Linked DNA regions of Sus scrofa: regions 2 and 3 are each linked to region 1. The links are chromatin contacts, called in public Hi-C and HiChIP or PLAC-seq maps. All regions are on one chromosome and are shown on one strand. The core of a region is the stretch at or near the end of the contact, and the rest is flanking DNA. Distances in the headings are between cores, read along the strand shown. Region 1 has its middle 52 kb from the start of GLRX. Region 2 overlaps CAST (calpastatin). Region 3 overlaps CAST (calpastatin).

What was found. Hi-C and Micro-C count contacts between places; a contact is called where the count stands out from the background. HiChIP or PLAC-seq counts read pairs in DNA pulled down with a chosen protein or histone mark.
Region 2: a contact with region 1 is called in an H3K27ac HiChIP or PLAC-seq map of alveolar macrophages. The contact joins two enhancer-like sites. A contact is called at or near these places in 1 of 47 Hi-C or Micro-C datasets (retroperitoneal adipose tissue) and 1 of 2 datasets of contacts at active chromatin or transcription factors (alveolar macrophages).
Region 3: a Hi-C map of liver shows a contact between it and region 1, with 4 times the contacts expected there. The contact joins two enhancer-like sites. A contact is called at or near these places in 3 of 47 Hi-C or Micro-C datasets (liver and retroperitoneal adipose tissue) and 2 of 2 datasets of contacts at active chromatin or transcription factors (alveolar macrophages and skeletal muscle).

What each region holds. Positions count from the first base shown.
Region 1 is chr2:102,487,963-102,492,014 of Sscrofa11.1, forward strand. No RefSeq gene overlaps it. Among named protein-coding and RNA genes, the nearest start is that of GLRX, 52 kb to the left of the region's middle. Within about 2 kb of position 2,074, at least 37 of the 83 cell types and tissues checked have an H3K27ac peak or open chromatin away from gene starts, as enhancers often do. A contact at or near this core is called in alveolar macrophages, liver and retroperitoneal adipose tissue, where this site is marked.
Region 2 is chr2:103,337,960-103,342,011 of Sscrofa11.1, forward strand. It overlaps CAST (calpastatin), which reads left to right. Exons shown (of 31, transcript NM_214067.1): 16 at 939-1,040. Among named protein-coding and RNA genes, the nearest start is that of ERAP1, 75 kb to the right of the region's middle. Within about 2 kb of position 1,897, at least 10 of the 83 cell types and tissues checked have an H3K27ac peak or open chromatin away from gene starts, as enhancers often do. A contact at or near this core is called in alveolar macrophages and retroperitoneal adipose tissue, where this site is marked.
Region 3 is chr2:103,317,474-103,321,525 of Sscrofa11.1, forward strand. All of the region lies in intron 3 of CAST (calpastatin), which reads left to right. Among named protein-coding and RNA genes, the nearest start is that of CAST, 63 kb to the left of the region's middle. Within about 2 kb of position 1,753, at least 5 of the 83 cell types and tissues checked have an H3K27ac peak or open chromatin away from gene starts, as enhancers often do. A contact at or near this core is called in liver, where this site is marked.

The DNA.
Region 1 (4,052 bases), core at 824-3,323:
TCATCATTTACACTAAGTTCACTCTTTGGGTTGAGCAGTTCCACGGGTTTTGACCAATGCATAAGATCATGCATCCATCACAACAGTGTCATACCCACTAGGTCCCCGTTTCTCTGTTATGTTGTCCAACTGGAATATACTTCAGCACACAGCTGTTTTTCTCTGTTTTTTTTTTTTTTTTTTTTTGCATCAGAGCCTAACAAGCCTTCTTTTACCTTATTATCTTGCCTCTACGTGTTGATGAACTCAAAAACACCCCGGCATACACCAGCCTAGACTTCACCATTCCCCTCCAGTCATAGCGCTGATGGTATTTCCCTTATCATATGGGATATTTAACAGTCAATTCGTGGAAATAGCTTTCCATGAACAAGATAACATTCAGGAAAAAAAAAAAAATCAATTTAGGAAGAATCGGTGCTGTGTGGCGTCCCCCAGCACCTCCCAGACAAAAGCCTTTTGTCTGAAGGCTTGGGGATGGTGCCACCTCGCAAGCACCAGTTTCCGCGTGGCTGCCCCAGTGGCAGGGGGATGGGCCTTCCCTGGAGGCCAGGGAGCAGGGAGAGTGGCTGGGTCCCAGCTTCCTGGCTCCTCCCAGGTAGGCTGTGCTTCAGCATCACAGCCCTCTCACGCCCACCCATCTGCTCCCTCCCAGCCTCTAGGTGGACATCTGGCACTGTTTTCTGTTGCCTTTAGGACTGGTTGGCTTCATGGGGAAATAAGCATTGGCGTTAGTGGATGTGAACTCCAGCCGTATGGGATGGCTGTAAGGAACATGTCACTCGGATTACCCAGCCGGGTCACATTGCCTCCCAGAAAAAACTGTCACGCTGTCCAGAAGGTTTTCACTCAAGGGCAAAAGACTGGCAACATCTCTTTGCCAGTTTTCGTATAAGTGCACGACAGCATTTATGAGATAATAGTACTTGGTTTTTGTTGTTGTTGTGGAAGCGATAACCAGCCAACTCAGCCTCTGCAGAGCCTGGAGCAGGACAGCATGTCTGCCTGCAGCTCGGTGCGGAGGGCATTTTTGCTCCTGCACAGGGCAAAGCTAGCCTCTCCCAAGTCCTCAGAGATGGTGCTGCCATGTGTGGTTCCTTGCGCCTGCCCTGTGTTCCACAACTGGTATGTGGCCCAGTCCACAATGCTGCTTTCCTCATCCCCCTGAGAAGGGCCCCAGCCGCCCTTCGGACCCGGTGCCTCCCCTTCAGAGATGCCCAGGCGAGCTCCGCCTGTAGGTCCTCTCATGGCCCTGGGAGGCCTTGTTTGTTTTTGCTGTCAGAGGCCAGTCTGTCCCCTGACCTCTGACCCAGAACTGTTTGTTCCAACCGATCCCAGTCTGTTGCCCTGGCTCAAAACAAAGTGGATGAAAGCTCTTTCCTCAGGCCCTGCTTTTTTGCCCGAGATGGGGGCAGTGAAAATGAGTGGTGTGATCATGTGGCTGATGAGTCACTTGGGGCCATAAATGACCAGAAAAATATACTCTAGTTTAGGGCCGAGTAGGGCACTAACAGCTGAAAAGCAGTAGAGCAAACGTTAAGATCATAGTTTTCCAGCCAAAGAGAACTGGGCTTCGGTCCTGCCTTGGACTCCTCTGAGCTGTGTAACCTTAGGCAGACCTCTTAACCTCTCTGGGCCTCGGTTTCCAAATCTGTAAAACAAGGTTGATCATAGTGCATATCTTATAGAGCAGTTGTAAAGATTATATGAAAACAAACAAAGCATCAACAACAAAACCCACAAAGGTAAGGCACCTACTGCCTGGCATAAGGAAGCTCTCAAGATACTATAGTGTTTATTTGGTCGCCAGGAAAATCCCAAAGGATCAATGTGTTGGGTCACTGGTGCTCCTAGCACCATCAGCAAACATGTCCACGTTGCCAAAGCAGTATCGCCCTTCCTCCAACACCTTTGCTTTGTCTTTCAGGTCTCCTGCTTCCACAAATGTCCATGGATCGAGGTCAGTAACCTCTTAGGCAGGGAAGGTCACCTCATGATTGTGACATACGTGAGCACATCTCTGAAGAGCCAATGAGGTTCTGGCAAAAACCCCCACAGGCTGACTTGTCTGAGTTTCCTGACATGCCCACTACCAGCCGCCTGGAAGCCGCTGAGGTTTGATTGCAGGCTGCTCCCTCCCACAGCTGGCTGGAGTTTACTTCATTTAGGAGTCAGCCCTTGATCTCCACGATGACAGCCAGTCCTGCCTGGCTGGGGGATTGTGACAGCCTTTGTTTCCATGTGGGCCAAGTCTTTTGACAAGAGGGGAAAGCTCATTAGTTAGCTGTCATCCTCAAACGTGGTTAGGTTATGAGTAATTCTACTAGGAGAGCCAGGGAGCTGGCAGCTCGTTCCATAGAGATTGTTTTATCTATTTGTACAGAGTAGTGGGAGATTAACTGGGATATTTTATGTAAAAGTCTCTGTCAACTGTGGATGTGCTTACAGATCCAGCAAGGGGGACGAAGATGATTCCGCTTTACCTACCTCTGGGAGGTCAGTGCAGACACACCTGAATATGCAACCTGGCTGTGCCTCCACGCGCGCGTGCACACACACACATGCATACACACACACACACACATGCACACACACACACACATGCACACACACACACACACATGCACACACACCACCCACATTCTATGGTGAGGAAAGGATGGTGTGTAGCCTCGAGGACAGGTTTGGATAAAGGGTGCCTATTTCTGCTATAATGTTTTGGTTCTCCTTCTCGGCAGGGCCCGGCTGTTGCCTCAAAGCCAAAAGCGCCAACAGGACTTTTTGGTCTCCGCGGTCAACTCCAGTCTGCTGCTCCATCACTCGGCTTCCAGCAGGTGGCGCTGCGTCCCGCGTAGGCCTGGCCCGCCAGTCTTAGCTCCCCGGCAGGCTCAAAAGATACCAAGAAGTCGGGAAGTGGTCCCCGCTCACGTAGAGCCGCTGCCTTGGCGAACGCAATTGATGACACAGCGGCCTGACGCGGACCTTTGTCAGAGAGATGGGATTTGGCGTTTCCGCAGAACGGAAAACAAAGTGCTTCTGCCTGCCGGGCCAGAGTTGACATTTGCTCACCATTGATTCCGGGACGTTTACAGGCAGCGTGAGTTCATGTGAAATTGCAGGACTTTGCCATGAGTCAGATTCACTTTCTGTAAATCAGAGTCAACATTACACTTCCCCGCCCCTTGGGCCATTACTTGAATTTTTAGTTCACCCGTTGTATTTGTACTGAGGAGATTCAAGTATTTCATAAGCACTTTTTTTTTTTTTAAAGGGCAACACCAACTTGGGACAGATTGGTTGTTTGAGATTTTTGTCAACTTCTACCCTTCTTCACTCAGTGAAACATATGAAGGAAATGAAAGAATCAAAATTCTGCCCTAATCCACTGTCTACATTCTTGTCTACGTGTTAAAAAAGCTCCAGGCCGATTGCCTCATCTATGCGTCTTGCTCCCTCCCACGCCTGGTCCAGTCATCATTGTCTCCATGAACAACCCCACCTGGGCTTCCTGCCAGAAAATGTTTTTCAAGTTTCGCTTGAATTTCTACATGACATACTTCTGAACATGTAAATACTACATAAGGCCAACCTATATGGGGAGCTAAGAATGACAACTTAGAATTCTCATTCTTTTTTTCAGGGCTGCGCCTGAGGCATGTGGAAGTTCCCCGGCCAGGGGTCAAATTGGAGCTCCAGTTGCCAGCCTACAGCAACGCGGGATCCGAGCTGTGTCTTCAACCCACACCACAGCTCACGGCAACGCCAGATCCTTAACTCATTGAGTGAGGCCAGGGATTGAATCTGCATCCTCACAAACACTGTGTTGTGTTTTTTGATTTTTGTTTTCTTTTTAACTTTTTTTTTTGTCTTTTCTGGGGCCGCACCAGTGGCATATGGAGGTTCCCAGGCTAGGGGTCTAATCTGAGCTGTAGCCGCCAGCCTACGCCACAGCCACAGCATGTGTTGTGTTTTTAACCTGTTGAGCCACAATGAGAACTCCAAGAATTCTCATTCTTTATGTGTGTACCATGTGTGTGTAGGTAGGTATTTTA
Region 2 (4,052 bases), core at 647-3,146, 850 kb after region 1:
GGGGAAAAAAATAAAAGGAATGCCCTTCATGTGGCTCAGCAGTAACAAATTTGGCTAGTATGCATGAGAACACAAGTTTGATCCCTGGCCACTCAGTGGGTTAAGGATCTTGTATGAGCTGTGGCGTACGTCACAGAAGCAGCTCAGACCTGGCTTTGCTGTGGCTGGGGTGTAGGCTGGCAGCCTTAGCTCCAATTCAACCCCTGGCCTGGGAACTTCCAAATGCCTTGGGTGCGGCCCTAAAAAGACCAAAAAAAAAAGGGGGGGCTGTGGGGGGTGACTCTGGGCTGGATGAGAAACCATGCCCCACCTGCAGATAATGTAAGCAGCAGTTTCTGTTGGTGCTGCTCTGCCTCTCTCTCCTGGCGTGGACAGTTTGTTTTTTATCTGGCTGGGGGAGCAGTGAGAGCACCACACCCCTGAGAGCGGGAGTTCCTACAGCCCTCAGCCAATGTGTCTTTGGAGAAGGCGGCAGTGGGGCCCACTTCAGACACTTCAGAGCTCTCTGCTTCCTGGGCTTCCTGTTGTGCTGAAGGACAGGGCTGTCTGAAGCCATTTTTTAGGGACACGTTTTTAGAAAAAGAGAAACAGGATAGTGAAAGTTTACTTCTTGTAGCTTTTCTTTTTATATGAGTGTTTTATAATAAAGTTATTATTATAGTTACACTTCTAGCTTGCTAAATAAGAGGCAAAGTGTGCCCCTGAGAGCACTGTTACTATAGAAACGGGTCTGTCCTAGCCACAATTTTCATTCACTGGTAAGTTCTTTTTTCTTTCTCTCTTTTGCAAGGTTTCAAATAAAATTGCCTTTGTAAAGTCTTTCCCCAGTCCACAGTTCATTCTTAGAGATTTAAAATTTGAATTTCACAAAGAGGTGAGCGGATTGTTTGGGCTGAGGATATGTTTTCTCTTTGAATTTACAAAATTTATTTTTGCAGGACACGATGAGTGATCAAGCACTGGAGGCTTTGTCAGCTTCCCTGGGCAGCCGGAAGTCAGAACCCGAGCTTGACCTCAGCTCCATTAAGGAAATTGATGAGGTACTGACCTTGGAGTTCATGTACAAAGCCTGTTAGACTGCAGGTTGCAAGGTGACAAAACCAAAGGCATCATACATGTGTGGAATTCTTGCACCATTTTAATTTTATCAGAGATTTAAAGAGAATTGTTCTTGGTTCTGCCTTACTTTCTGCTAGTTAATTTAGCTATTTATTTCTGGGGAGTTAGCAAACCAGAAGGATATTTGAGTGTTTATCGTATAAACATCTAGAATTTTATTAATATTTAAAAGCAACACTAATCTCCCTTGCCAATTATTAAGACACCAGACTAAACAAGATAACATAGAGGCAGTGGCCTCATGGGAAGCAGGTTTGTCTGCTCTGATGAAATTTGGAAATTTGTATTTTCAGAAGGGTTCCAGGTGCTTTTCTTTCTTTTCTTTCTTTATAAGGAGAGAGGAATGTGGTTGCAGATAGGGTGGGAGATTATTTTATAGCTATGGGGAAAACTGTTGAAAACTGGTCTCAAATTAAAGTCAAGCAACAATTACTTTATAACTGGAGTTGCTATATGTTTATAGAGTATGGTAGTGGGGAGTGTTTATCTTATGACATGCCAAGACCTTACAGCCTTCTGAGCCAAAGCAAGCTTGTATTTGGTGAAAAGAAGTTTTCAGATTAAATTAACATTTAAAGAATTGCTCAATTGAGTCCTGGGCCAGGTGGTGAGTGGTGGTGCCAGGCAGAGCGGGAGAGCAGAGAGCTGCCCCAGGGGGCACTCTTGGGAGGCTTTGTGGTGGAGGGACCCTCAGGAGCGCCAGTCTGTCAGCTCAGGGCAGGAGCTGGCCATTGTCGCTGTCACAATGCTGCTGCCTCTGCTGTCACTTCCTGTTCTGAGTCACTGGGGAAGTTGAGTCTCGGTGACTCCTAGCAACTCCCTGAGTCTGGGACCGTCCTGGTCCGACATGGGCCAGTTTCTCTCTTCGACTTTCTTTGAGGGCTCGCCTGGCACAGTGTGGCAGGACACGCTTTACGAAGGCGAACACAAGGGAGCAGGGGAAGTGGTCCTTGTCCTCCAGGACCAAGTAATGTATTGTAATGTATCGGGAGGAGGGGAAACTTTAGTTACTACACAATGCGAGGCGCACAATGTCTCAAGGAAAAGGGTGCTCCTGGCAGGACCTCAGGGGTCCACACCCAAGGGCTGTGTGGCAGCCACCCAGCCAATGGCGCTTCTGCCTCAGGCTATTTCTAGAGAATTAGGGTGGTTTAATAAGATGGTAATTTGGGAGGGGCAAGTATAAACAAATCGCAAAACAAAAAGACTCGTAGATTGACTAAAATCTTACATTATTTATTAAGCAGTTTGGATTTAGGGATGCATATCAGTGTATTAAATTTCCTCTAGAAAATTGGCCAACTCCTAAAATTTGAGCAAAAAAGAACTTTTCTGCTCCTTCCACGAGTTTCTACTTTTCCACTCATTTCCACTAGTTTAATTATCTAAAATGTATAAAGAAGATCTTCCAATCCCTTGGGACCTTAAGCTGAATTTTCAGTATCTGTTGAATTCACTCTTCCTGGATGGTCTGATGTGATGGCTCATATAGTCATGAGAGGCTGTAGGAGTCCATGGCTACTCCAGCATGCTCTGCACCAGATAATGCTTCAGAAAAGAGGTCCATGCCTGGTTGTCATTGTTATAATGTATCATAATGTAAGATATTTATTCTGTAGTGATACCTCCTTATTCATCTCCCCTAGTCTGGTATTGTTTCAATTCAGGGGATGTTTGTTTTCACTTGCTACTAAATAGAAACCACAGCATTTAAGGAATGTAAAGATAAAAGAGGAATAGAAAAGATCTAACTGTGCATGTGTGGCTCTCACTGACCACAAGTCCAAGTGAAGAGAACAGTCCTATACAGGTGACCCTTTCATAAAGACTGTTTATAGCTGGAGACCTCACAAATCCCTGAATTGAGGAGTGCCAGTATATCATAGGACTTCCTCTATATCCTGCAGAGGAATATAACCAGAATTTTTTTTTTTTAAATCTCTTCATCCCTTAATGATAATTATATTTCTATAGAACAATAAAATTATAACTCCAAAGCCTAGAAGAGTATTTGGCTTATTAAAACGATTCAGGAGTTCCTGCTGTGGCACAGTGGGTTAAGAATCTGACTGTAGCAGCTCAGGTCATTGCAGAGGCATGAGTTCAATCCCCAGCCCAGCACATTGCCTTAAAAAATCCAGCATTGCCGCAGCTGTGGTGTAGGTTGCCGCTGTGACTTGGATTGAGTCCCTAGTCCAGGAGCTTCCATATGCCATGGGTGTGGCCATGAAAAAAGTGTTCAATACACATTTTAAAATTAACCAATCAACTAAGCATTCAGTGGAGAACCATAGTCTTAGGCTGAGATTTAGATGGCAGTGATAGAGTGAGCTGAAATCAGCTAAGTACTTACCTCCACACATTCTTTTGTGCCAGGAGTTCCTTGATTTGTGATTTAAATCCTTGCCTCGATATAGGTACAAATTATTAAGCTCCATGGAACTTTGCATTACGCAGCAGTAGTTTAAAATATAAACGTTATATCCTAGAAGCCAGAGATCTGCTATGGACCTGCGCTTTTATTTCTTCTGCGTTTGGTTGTTCATGATTCAGTAGTCCACTGACATCTTGGTGTTACCAAAGGGAGTTCTTTTAAAAGAAGTAAAACCACTTATCTGTGGATCAAGCCAAGATTGGCGATGGGCTGCTTCACGCTTTTCTGAATTGTTTTGGACATTCATGAGAATTGGTTGTTTTTTTCCCCCTTAAATAACAGCATCATTGAGTAAGACTGATGTCTTTAAAGCAATTGCAACTAACTTGTGCACTGTGTTTAACTTTCTTCAAAGGGTATTTTATTTACTTTTCTTTGGTGATCTTATAAATGAGTGAGCTAGATAAGGATTCTTAATAGCCCCATTTTGCTGCTGAAGGAACCAAGCCAAAGAAGGTCTTAAGTGGTTTCCCAGGGTGATAGAGACCAGGCAGGGGCA
Region 3 (4,052 bases), core at 503-3,002, 830 kb after region 1:
AGGTGGATGCCCACTGATGACTGATTTTGGAGTTACATGTTACAGTGCCAGGGCTGGGCGCTAGTGAGATGCACCTGAAAGGAAGGGTCTATAGGATTTGGATATTTGGGGAAGAGAAGCCTCCCAGCCAGTGGCACTTATGGGGTCCGGGGGAAACATAAAGGGAAAGATGAGTGGGGTGGGATGGGCTAGCTGCCTAGAGCAAATGTTCTACATTGGGAGATGGGGTGGGATTGGAGGCTAGGGATCTTTAAAAGCCAGAAAAGAGTTTTCTGTGTGATAAGGTGGGCAGCAAGTATCATCATCGTTGGTTCTACTTGAGAGAGAATTGTGTGCAGGAGTGACACATGGGAAGATGAGTGTGGCCAGGATGCGTGAGAGAGCTAGAAAGGTGTAGTCTGGGAGACATTTACAAAATATATGTGAAAAGGGAAAGCAGTTTCCATTTTTCAAGGGTCTTAAAACCCTCATATCTCTGATCATTTCCTACAGCTTCCAAAATTCTTACTGTAGCATGTAAACAAATTAAAGAGATTTTGTGAATAATGCCAGAGCATAAGATGCCCTATTGGGTAATAGGATTAAATATTAATTCTTTTCTAGGCTGTGATTATTTTATCAATATTGGTTTGTCTTAAGGGGACTTGCCAACACAGTTTTATTATTTGAGGTGGGCCTGCAACTTACATAAAACCAAAACATTTGTTCTGTTGCATAAGATTTTCTTCATCCCTGTTAGAGCACTTACTTGAAACTAAACATGCTTTATTTGTTTATCTCACTGGGCTGTGAACTCCTTCAAGACTATGATGGTGATTTAGGCGTTATGTACCCTCAGCCCCAGGATTATTTTCTTTTTTTCTCTTGGCTTTTTAGGGCGGCACCTGCGGCATATGGAAGTTCCCAGGCTAGGTGTCAAATCGGAGCTATAGCTGTCAGCCTATACCACAGTCACAGCAGATGTGAGCCGAGTTTGCAATCCACACCACTGCTCATGGCAACGCCAGATCCTTAACCCACTGAGCGAGGCCAGGGATCAAACCTGCATCCTCATAGATACTAGTCAGGTTCATTAACTGCTGAGCCTTGAGGGGAACGCCTTCATTACTTTTTAAAGAGCAATAGTGGGTGAGTGGGTGGAAAATGATTATATTAAAGGACTTTTTCTCTGTTCTTTGTTACTCTGATTTATGCCTTCATTCAAGTTTATAAACGATTAGTGAGGCTGGCTGTTAAGGGATTTGCATGGGTCATTTAGTAGGGAGAGGATTATGGACGCACGTTAGTCTGATATACAGTTCTAATCACATAGAAGGTTTGGTATTTGAGCGCCAATGGCACTTTAAAAACGACTCTCCCTTAATGTTGGGACCGTGAGTGGTGGATCCTACAGCAGAGAGTCACTGGTTTAGATATCAGGTGGCCTAGGCCCTGCCCTGGCACTGACAGCTCAAAGGATCCTCTTGGCCTTTTGCCTGGGTGATGTCCCGTATCCTTCCATCTCCACATTAACTGTCACTTCCTCCGTATCACTTGTCCCAACTCTCCCCTGAACTAGCTCCGTTGCCTAGTCTGTGTTCTCCTGGGACCCTCTGCTTTTCTTCTATAGCACTTGCCACAAATAGCTTCTGAAGTGGTGGTTCTATTAATGTCATCCCTGACCAGCCTGTAACTTTCACAAGGGCAGGGATGTGTTTATAGGTTTGTCCACTGTGTTTCCATCAGCTCACACAGGACTTAACACATGCTGTGTTCTAGATAATTATTTGTGGAGCCAATGAACTGTGGTAAACTTCGACAGGTCACTTAATCTTTATGCAATACTGTTTTCCTCCTCTGTTTAAAACCCACATATTCAAGATTTTTCTCTAAGGTTCTTCATGCATGTATAGACTAACCTTCACAATTTTTAAATTATTAATTATTCACACCCATGATGAGGAATTCAAACAACATAGAAGATTTACATTGAAAGTGCATATAATCCCTCACTAGAGATAAAAAATAGTGAAAGTTCCTTGTCTTTACAAATAGAATAAAAATTAAACACATTACAGTTAGCCAGAGTTGAACCTGCCCTTAATGAGGCAGTTCAATTTTGCTCATTTTCAGCCCTCATCAAGTGGTTTTTCTCTTTTAGTTTCAGAATGGTAAGTGCCTTAGTGATGAGATAAAACTTTCTTGGAGGAATCTCTGCCGAGAACAGGTGGGCCAAGGCCTTCAGCTAGGTTCCCATTATAACCTGCTCTGTGTTTATTTATAGGTGTTCCATGGAGATTTTACTGTTCTTGGTCAGCCTTTGAAAGCCTCCTTTCTAGGATTTAAGGATCACTTCCAGCTATTGCTTAATAAAGGAGTAAGGCAGATCGGAAAACCCAAGGCTATGTGATTAATGAATATTTAATAAATTGGGACGTTTAGAAAATGAATGTAAACCTGAAGATTGCAGCTTAAAAGCAGTTTCGTGTGGAGTGTTTGGTCTTGGGTGGTTTTAGATGGCCGAGTGAAATCATTGAAGCAGGGGGATGTAGCAAAATGGAACTTCTTGAGTTTGAATGGAAATTTGTACAACCATTCTAAGTGTGCAAGACAGAATTACATACATAGGATATGTTAATCTCCACAAATGAAAAAAAGTCTCGAGGAAAATGAACATTCACATATTTGTTTATTAACTTGATGGGGGTTACTCTGGTACATCTTCCAGTTCTTTACACTGAAGAGCATGGGAGAGACCATTCCATGCCTGCCACAGTGACTAGTGGGGTATGTGTGTATGTATGTGCGTTTTGGGGTGCAGGGGCCCAATTGCTGCCAATAGGTGCTCAGGAATAGTTAAGTTCACATGATTATGTTTGAAATATCAGTGTACTAAAGCTTTAAGGTTTATCTATGAATTGTGGCGTTTATGCATAAGCATCATAATGTTCTCCATTAATTGAGGTCAGTGGGGAAAGTGATTTTGTTCATGCGCCTTGGGTTATAGTGGGTTCATATACACAGCGACCTGAGTATAGTGTCGGGGGGAGGGGTAACTGGGGGACTAGCAAGGATGGGCTCCTCCACCCGCCCAGCGACTCAGCCTCCGAGGTGGCTCAGGGCCAGGCATCAGGCACAGGGCTCCAGGTGATGTTGGCAGGAAGCAGCTGTTTACTGACTTAAGAAGGTACCTCGTGCCAGGTGGAATCCCTGGGCTCTCAACCCTAACAACTCCAATGTTAAGGAGGTTTAAATGAGCCTGAGTTGGAATTCACGAGGATAGTAATTGTGAATTTAATAATAACCAGAGTGATGCAAGTTACATACTTGAGTACATGGTCCTCATTGCCATGCAAGGGTCCACATGCACACTCCCTGCTGGGCAGATTCTATTCTAAGGGCTGACTCCACAGCCCTAGGAAGGGTGTTTCTTGAATACTTCAGTTACCATTCATCACCGTTTGCCCTCCAGGGAAGAGCCTAGCTTATCCCCTTGCTAAAGCAGTACCCCCTCTGCAGCTCCATCTCCCACCTTCTCTTCTCACATGATAGTTCTCATCCACCGAGTCTATTCCCCAGAGCTATGCCTACTCTTGTATCTTGTACGCTACCTTAGGAATAATGCACCTGTCATTTAATGAGCACCCACAATGTGCCAGGCATTTTACCCACATTATCTTACATGACCCTGCAAAATAGACATGGAGGCCCCATTCTGTATACTTGGAAAACTCAGACTCAAAGTCACAGAGCTAGTAATGGGCAGAGATGTCCTTTTGAACAACATTCTGTAAATTTGTACTGTCTGAAAATAATACAAACGGTAATTATATTTACTGAGCACTTAATTACCAGGCAGTAACAAACTTAGTTGTTACCTACTGAAAAAAATTGAGAAAGGGGAAACTGAAGATCAGGAAATGTAAGGAACTTGCTCAAGATTCTTTACTCAAGAGCACACCCCAAATCTAAACCCTTTCGATCTGGTGACAGGGTCATTTATCAGTTGGGCAGCATCACCTATGGAACTTTTATGGAAGTGGTATAACTAAGGAAAAGAGTTAAGAGCAAGT